Regions from separate parts of the Zea mays genome. Here all the other regions are linked to region 1. A link is a contact called in public Hi-C data. All regions are on one chromosome and are shown on one strand. Each heading gives the region's core, a stretch centred on a gene start, on an enhancer-like site or on the middle of the called end of the contact. The rest is flanking DNA. Distances are from core to core; before and after follow the strand shown. Region 1 has its middle 21 kb from the start of LOC100273628. Region 2 holds the start of LOC100283532. Region 3 has its middle 120 kb from the start of LOC103653645.

Region 1 (2,821 bases), core at 211-2,710:
AAGTTTGAACTCTGTTTACATATAATTCAAAATAGAAATACAAAATGTGAAAGCAATTGAAAATAGAGAAGGAAGGAGAGAAATATTATTCAATATAAAATAATATTATAATTAAATAACTTCACCACATGTTGGTGTGACTTAATTTCATAGTTAACATGAACTTGAACTTACACTAAAGTTGAATTCAAAATTTAAATTCAAATGAATTGGGAATAAAAGAAAACAAGAGAAGAGAAAAAAGAAAAAGGGTAAACCTCTATTTTGGGCCGCAGAACTGGATTCTGGCCCATCTCTCCTTTCTTGCCTTGTTGGCCCATTGCGCGCACGGCGCACCGCGCCCGCCTGTCTAAACACCGCCATGTGGGCCCGTGGGTCGGCTGTTCTGTGCGTGCACGCTGACCGACTGTCTCTGCGTGTGGCCCCGCCAGCGCAACTCCGCGCTGAATCGCGCCTCACACCGACTTGTGGGCCCGGGTCGTCAGACGTCTCCTTCTTCTTCGCCAACAAATCGAGCGGACATCGCGCGTGACCTTAGGCGCAACGCAGTCAACTACCTCGCTGTGAATGGCGCGGTGCGGGGCAGGATTACCGGAGCTCGTGGCCCGGCCGTTGGCTGAGCACTTCCCCGGTATATAGCTATATCCTCCTCAAGCCTCGGTTTCTCTCCAACCAACGTTGTCGCCGCCACAACACACCTCGTTCGCGCGCTACTCATCTTCTCCCCTTCGCGCCTCCGCGGCTCAAATTGCTAGCCCACTTTCGTTATCGAGCTCGGGAGCCTCCAGCTCGAGCTCTTCTTCACCTCTATGCCGCCACGACCAGTGCCCAATAGGAACAGCCGCCGTGCGCCTGTACAAAAAAGACCCGTCGCCGCCATCGCCAGTGAACTATGAAATCCACATTGTCAAGCCCCTCCTTATTCGGCCGAGGGTAATCCCTAGTGTATACCGCGTGCGTACGTGCCCGGATTGGACGCCGTATTGCTGCCAAGGTGCCGGAATTGCTCACCGGAGCTGGGGATTTCCGCCAGGGCCATTCTTCCTCGACGGCGGGACTCTGCTGGGCGCCATCATCGACGAGCTACCTTCCATGGCGATCGCCTTGTTCTATCTAGTGTATAGCGCCCAAAGTCCATAGGATTCGGGTGCCGGTTCACCGGATTCGCCGTGCGCCGGTGGAGGGCCGCCGCGGGCCTCTGCTCCGCCTCCTCTGGTCATCGTGTGGTGGAAGAACATAGGCGCGACGTCGGATTGTGAGCGGGTGGTCAGGATATGATCGAGTGTACCCCTTCACCCGGCGGACTTCGAAGCGTTGATCTTCGATCGTGTGGTCCCTGGGCGATCGTGATCCATTAAATCGTGGCGGTCTGTTCGCAATCGGGCGGTCGGATGGGAATCAGGGTTACGGGAGAAATCCGGCCGTGGATCCTCGATCCTGTGGCCAGAGACGCGTTCCCATGCAGTTAAAAACCTAGATCTAATCTGATCCGACCGTTCTTGATCGGACGGTCCTGATCTGACGATACCCCTTCGGCCTTGTAACTTTGCGTAAGAGACCCTGCAGTTATCACAAAAATAACCCGCCATCAATTTTTACTGTGCTTGGTGTGTGGGGATTCTTATCCCGAGCCCCCTGGCTTTTGATTAAATCTTGTGCGCAGTCCAGGAAATAAAGAAAAGAGGGAAAATGAATTTGGAAATTGATTTTGGGTTTAAAAATAATTGCAGAAACTCATTTAATTCATAGGAAATTCATATTAAGTCCAAATGAACCCATTCTAGTTCCTATAATTTTATAATATTATTGTTTATCATCTAGTGTCAATGTTTTGACATGAAATCAATAATAAAATTGGTCTCCTAATTAATCGCATATCAAATACATAAAAACTTTGGAAATTTATAACATCCTCGTTTTAATTCCGATTTGACTCGTTCCAGTTGCGTTAGTTTTGTATAAGTATTTACTACACAATAACAATATTTATTATACCATGTATCATTCTTTTCTAATTAGATCTTTATTTAATTTATGTGGGTTAGTTTTGTTAATCTACTTATCATTATAATCTACTAGAAGATGATTTATGGTCAATTTATAACTTAGATTAAAGTTGAGATAATTATTAATAGAATAACCTCTCATATGAATTATACTAACCAATTTATAATATAGTTTAATATTTAAATCACATAGATCCTTTATAAATCATAACTCCTTAACCGTAACTCCGATTTTAGTGGTTCTCGATCCGACGATCTCGTAGCTTCGCGTAGATCATTATTATTCAGTTTGTTCTTATGTTTGGTGTGATGTTAATTTTATCTATACCATGTTTGTTTGTATTGCTACGACTAGCGCGAGGTCACAAGGATCCGAAGAATCACCCTGGTAACTGAAATCTCAAGTGTCAAGCAAGTTGTGCCCTTGATCACTTTCACTTACCCAATAATGTTCTTTATTATCACTATTCAATGTATAGGTTTAATTTTGATGGGACCCAATAGGTCACCCTAGTCTGTTTATCCTGTTTACCTTGTTTACCCCTGATTCACTTGGGTAGTTATGCTATTGCATTATGTGGTTTCAGGTTAATATTTCATTATATCCATGTTCCTATTATTCTGTTATATTATTTATATTCATGATAAGATCATTATGTTAATGGGAACATGGAGCAACCACCCGAAAAAATAGTGCTACCACAAGGGTAGTATGGGATGCCCTTGGCTGATTAACTAGGAAAGCTAGTGGATGACTACTTTACCCGAAAGGGGCAAGGGCAGTAGGGGAGTGGTCAGTGTAGGGAGGTCCTTGG
Region 2 (2,700 bases), core at 184-2,683, 170 kb after region 1:
GATCTAAGTGACCGTTTGAGAGAGAGGGAAATGGTTGAAATAGACTCGGCCTTTGTGGACTCCTCAACGGGGACTAGGTTTTTTGGAACCGAACCTCGGTAAAACAAATCACCGTGTCTACTCGCTTTGATTCTCGTTTGATTTGTTTGCCCTTTCTCCTCTCTCTAACGTTTCCTTGCTAGTATTGATTTGAGTTCGCTCCCATACGTCATCTGCATCCTTTGAGCAACTCTTAGCAAGAAAAACAATCTTTCGGATTTGAATATAATTCTAACGCTAACCTCGGCCTTTAGTGTGTTAAAAATTTATAAATTTCAGGTTTCGCCTATTCACCCCCCTCTAGGCGACTTTCAATTGTACTAATATTTTTAAATAGTTTTGGAATACTAACGGTTTTAAGATGTCATGACACAACTGTAGTATTTTTAACATCACTCTTAACAATACGTGTTTGGAGACAAAATATTTCAAACCATAATATTTAGTATACATATGCAAGGCTAGCCATATATAAAATATTTAGGTTGGAGTGGAGTTTTAAATACTCCAAAAATATCATGGTATCTATAAAACCATAACATTATAACTAGAGTTTTTTACGAGATAGCCAAACACCTCTTATCAATAAATATGCTACCTTCGTTTCAAAATATGTTTCTTTCTAGGTTTTTTTGGTCCACATTCATTTTAATAATAATAAATACAGATATACGTGCAAATTACATTCACAGATTAACTAATAAATACATATTTAACATAAAACGAATTTTATTTTGGGACAAAGGAAATATTATAGTATTTTTCGTACCATGGTTTTAATTTTAAAACTCCAAAAATATTTCCTCCACACCTGCATAAAGAAAAGAGCGCACACTGCACACATCGAATCAACCCAACCGAATGCCCCCAATCCGTGTAATAGACGATGGTCCGAGTACGGTGGGCGAGCAGCATGGACCTTTGAGTTTGAGAGCGATGTGGGCACGGTGGGAGCACGAGCTCTGCTAATAGGAGTACAGGCTCCGTCGCCTCCGCCACTTGATTGAAGTGACGAACCGACGATTGCCCAGCAGTCTCGCTGAACCGGAAAGCGAAGTGTGGAACACGAAACCGAGTGCGACGGAAGAAGAGGAGCCGGATCCGGCAAGGGAAGTGGAACATGGAAAACAACTCAAATGGGCTCGTTTTCAGTAGATGCGGCCCATGATTTGGTGAAAAAAACCGGCCCAATCACGTCACGTCCGTCAAGCCAATCTTGATCAGCAAGGTGGGTCCATGACTAATCTTGGCCTAGCTTCTGTAGTGCGCGGAAAGCCGAGCCCAGTTCACGGGCCCACTATCCTTTTGCAGTTTTGCTCCCACAGTGCCCCTTGCTTGAAAGCGAACTGGAACATGTTTTGGACGACGAGCACCTCGTGGTTTCCGCTTTTCCCAAATTGCCCCTCTGAAATCCTCGCAGGCCTACGGTCTCGCGGTATTGCGCTTCTCGTCTTCTCTAATCCTCTTCTGCTCCCTCCACTACCAGTCCACCACCACCACTGCTACCATCGGTTCCCCAAACCCTAGCCAAGGGACACGGTGGCCAGCGATGGACGGCGACAGAGAAGGCGCTGCGGCGGTGCACCACCACGCGCGCTCCCCCGAGGACGTCTTCCGCGATTTCCGCGCGCGCCGCGCCGGCATCGTCAAGGCACTCACCACGGGTCAGCTTGTCTCACGCATTTCCTGCCTCCTCCTGTTTGTCCTCTTGGTTTGTGGATGCTTCTCTGATGCTACAGCTGCTTCCGTGGTGCGCGCAGATGTGGAGAAGTTCTATCAGCAGTGCGATCCAGGTGACGCGCCCGACTTTGCTCCCCTCTTTTTTTTCCCGTCCGTCTGTACTGCTCTTATCTTCGAGCTAAGCTTCGCCTTTCACTATATGCCGATCCGGCGTTTGTTTATGGAGCTCGATCCGGTTGCCGTTTAGAGATTCGTCGGATTATTTAAGGACGAATAGTGGTATTGTTAGCCCTTTACTTTTGTCAGATATGTAAGTTTATTCTGTAATTGATCTCACCCTCCAATCTGTTAAGATCATCAATTCAAGGCCGTAAGCTAAAGAAACTTGCGTAGATGAGTACGTCAATTAAAGGAAGTGCTTGGTAAATGGCATGGTTATGTAATTTAAAGTCCTATAATATGCTCCAGCTGCGGTCATTTGAATTTCAGTTTACATGCATAATGCTTTGATTGTACGTAAAAAAAACCATGTACATTACATAATAAAGGGGATTGACCAATTTGCATTTCCGTTTACATGCATAATGCTTGGGTTGTACGTAACAAACCATGTACCTTGCATAATGAAGGGGATTGACCAATCACAGTGCAGTATCACTTGATGGGACACACGATCATTTGGCTCATGTTGGTGTATGTCGGTATTTGCTGAAAGTTGCAGCCTCAGTAGAGTTGAATTGTACTCATTGTCATTGGTTACCATGGGCCTATTCATTTAAACCCTCAGATAGATGCCGTTTTGAGCTACAATCTGTTACTGCTGCTGTGAGGATTGAAATCTGGTTAAAACTATAAAAGCTAGCAAAATTGATGTAGTGCTTTTGACATGATATATCATGTAACCTGGTTTTTCCAGGTTGCCCTCCTGTGAATGAAAAAAGAATGAGAAGTAATATATGTTAGTAGAAGGAATTACAAATT
Region 3 (2,700 bases), core at 182-2,681, 200 kb before region 1:
ATCTCTTATTCCAAGGTAGATTCAACTTCCATAACTGTTGCTTCCATATTATTGAGCATACTAAGGTTGAGTTGTTCCATTTCCCAACACAATTCCTGTGACATCAAATGAGTAGTGATGTTGTTCACTTGGCCTTTACGGCTCAAAGCATCATCCACTACATTTGCTTTTCTTGGATGGTATTGGATATCCAAATCATAATCTTTTATTAACTCAAGCCATCTTCTCTATCTTAGGTTGAGTTCTTTTTGAGTGAATATGTATTTCAAGCTTTTGTGATTCGTGAAGATTTTGCACTTATTTCCAATCATACAGTGTCTCCAAACCTTCAAAGCATGCACTACGGCAGCTAGTTCCAAATCATGTGTAGGATAATTCTTCTCATGCTTTCTCAACTGCCTTGAGGCACAAGCTATTACTTTTCCTTCTTGCATTAGCACACATCCAAGTCCAAGGTGTGATGCATCGCAATACACATCAAATCCTTTGTGTGTCTGGCATTACCAATATTGGTGATGTGGTTAACCTTTTCTTGAGTTCCTCAAAACATTTCTGGCATGGTTCATCCCACTTAAACTCTTTACCTTTATCCAGTAGTGAGGTAAGAGGTTTCACTAACTTGGAAAAACCTTTGATAAATCTTATGTAGTATCTTGCCAATCCAAGAAAACTTCTGATCTTGGACGCATCCTTTGGTTGCTTCCAATTTAGTATTTCACTTATCTTTCTCGGATCTACTTTAATTCCACCATTGGTAACAATATGTAATACCCAATTTGTAAGAGATGATATAAAATGAGAAAAGTTATTTTCCTTTATCTATATGTGTGTGTTGTATCCATTCACCATCCCATGTGAACACCTCATTTAAACAAATAAATAAATAACAAAAGACACCCAAAAATAATACATGCATCTTGCTGGGATTTTATTTTGTGTGCATTTTGTGACAACATAAAATAATGTGAAAAGAAATATATTAATGCTCAAATGGGAATTTAAGATCTATAGGGAATTCAAGAATTTGAGAAAAGAGAAGAAGAATACCATACAAAATAGATAAATAAATATTAAAAACAAATATAAATAAATAAACTTATCTCATACCATGTTTAAGATGGGCAAATAATGAGTAAATAAATCTATCAAGGAGTTTGAAGTTGAATAGGGATTTAAATTATGAATTCAAAATACAATAGAAAAAGGAAAAGCACTCTGCTGGGCTGGCTAGACCACATTCGGCCCAATGACTCCTCCCCGCGCACGACCCAAGATGGAGTAACGGCGCTGACGGGTGGTCCCAGGGCGTCAGCCCCCCCCCCCCCCCCCCCCCCCCCCCCCCCCCCCCCCCCCCCGCGCGCTAGACATTTCCAATCGCTGCGTCGTGGGCCACTCCGGTCAGCCTCTGCTTAATCTAGCGTACCCGTTTCACTGGTTCGTGGGGTCCACATGTCATCCCACTGCTTCGCGGGACCCATCCTGCAAGCGCAGCTATCTTCTTCCTCATGCTTCTCGGCGCGGTGGTTGACTAACGGTTTTTCCCGTGGTGCTCGGCTCGCAGGAGAAGTGGAGGTGGGTCGTTGACCCAGTATAAATCAGTGCCTCGCTCGGTCGGCTTGGTCTCCGTGACCTAGAACCCACGCAGCCACAGTCGAGCACCGTCGTCCCATCTTTCCACCGCCGCCGCAGGAGAATCCACGCCGGTAGTACCTCATTAGCAGCAAGAACCGGCGCGGGTGGTTCGCTGACATGTCTGGAAATTGTTTGTGGCAATTGCCGTGGGTGAGGAGTTCATGGTGATGATGAATCGCTCGCCGTGATTTCCTCCTCTGCCGTGGTGCCGCCATCCCGTGGACCGAGTCTGCGCCGCCATACACTGGTACGCATTCGTTTCGGTTGAGTCCCTTGTGGTGCGCGGGGCGTGTAGAAACTATCGAATTAGGTTAATTCGTGCGCTAGCGCCGATCTGGCGAACTCCGGCGAGGAGTCCGCCGCTACTGTGGCGGTGCTGCCAGTGCCGGTTGGGGGATGGGGACGATGGTCTTGCATCGTTCGATTGGAATCGCACGGAGGGGATTAAACCTAGGTGTAATCTGTTCAGAGCCCTCGATCGATGGATGAGTGGCTAGGATTGATGCTAGGGAACGTTTCGCCGTATGGAACAGTGTCCGTTGATCGGCGTGACAACGTCATAGATCGAATATAGGTTAATAAAATATGCATCGTCAAAATCTAATCCAATGCGCGGTATTGCGTACCAGTTCGGATCTAATCCAACGATCAGAACGGATCGATACCCCTTCGGCCGTGCACACTTGCATAAGAATCCCTGCAATTTACTGAAATAAACCCGCCATCCCTAGTAACTATGCGCCGGGTCTAGGGAAGTTTACACGCTGGCCCCTGTGCTTCTGGTTAATTGACGCTCAGTACAGAGAGCATATAAAATAGGTAAATAAATACAGAAATTGATTTTCAATGTATAAATAATTGCTAGAACTTGTATAAATCATAGAAAATTCATATGAACTCCAAATTGATCCATTCCAGTTTCTAAAACTCTGTAATATTATTGTTTATCACCTAGAGTCTCTGTTTTGACATGAAAACAATAGTAAAATTAATTTCTCACTTAATCATATTTCAAGCACATAAAACCTTTGGAAATTCATATCTTAAAATCTATAACTCCAAATTTAA

The links. Hi-C and Micro-C count contacts between places; a contact is called where the count stands out from the background.
Region 2: a Hi-C map of leaf shows a contact between it and region 1, with 4 times the contacts expected there. The contact joins the promoter of LOC100283532 here to the enhancer-like site in region 1. A contact is called at or near these places in 3 of 25 Hi-C or Micro-C datasets (bundle sheath, ear and leaf).
Region 3: a contact with region 1 is called in a Hi-C map of bundle sheath, with 4 times the contacts expected there. The contact joins two enhancer-like sites. A contact is called at or near these places in 2 of 25 Hi-C or Micro-C datasets (bundle sheath and endosperm).

The regions. Positions count from the first base shown.
Region 1 is chr4:125,266,386-125,269,206 of Zm-B73-REFERENCE-NAM-5.0, forward strand. No RefSeq gene overlaps it. Among protein-coding and RNA genes, the nearest start is that of LOC100273628, 21 kb to the left of the region's middle. Within about 2 kb of position 1,461, at least 17 of the 20 cell types and tissues checked have an H3K27ac peak or open chromatin away from gene starts, as enhancers often do. A contact at or near this core is called in bundle sheath, ear and leaf, where this site is marked.
Region 2 is chr4:125,438,186-125,440,885 of Zm-B73-REFERENCE-NAM-5.0, forward strand. It overlaps LOC100283532, which reads left to right and starts at 1,434. Exons shown (of 5, transcript NM_001156432.2): 1 at 1,434-1,703; 2 at 1,800-1,832. The coding sequence starts at 1,589.
Region 3 is chr4:125,063,915-125,066,614 of Zm-B73-REFERENCE-NAM-5.0, forward strand. No RefSeq gene overlaps it. Among protein-coding and RNA genes, the nearest start is that of LOC103653645, 120 kb to the left of the region's middle. Within about 2 kb of position 1,432, at least 18 of the 20 cell types and tissues checked have an H3K27ac peak or open chromatin away from gene starts, as enhancers often do. A contact at or near this core is called in bundle sheath, where this site is marked.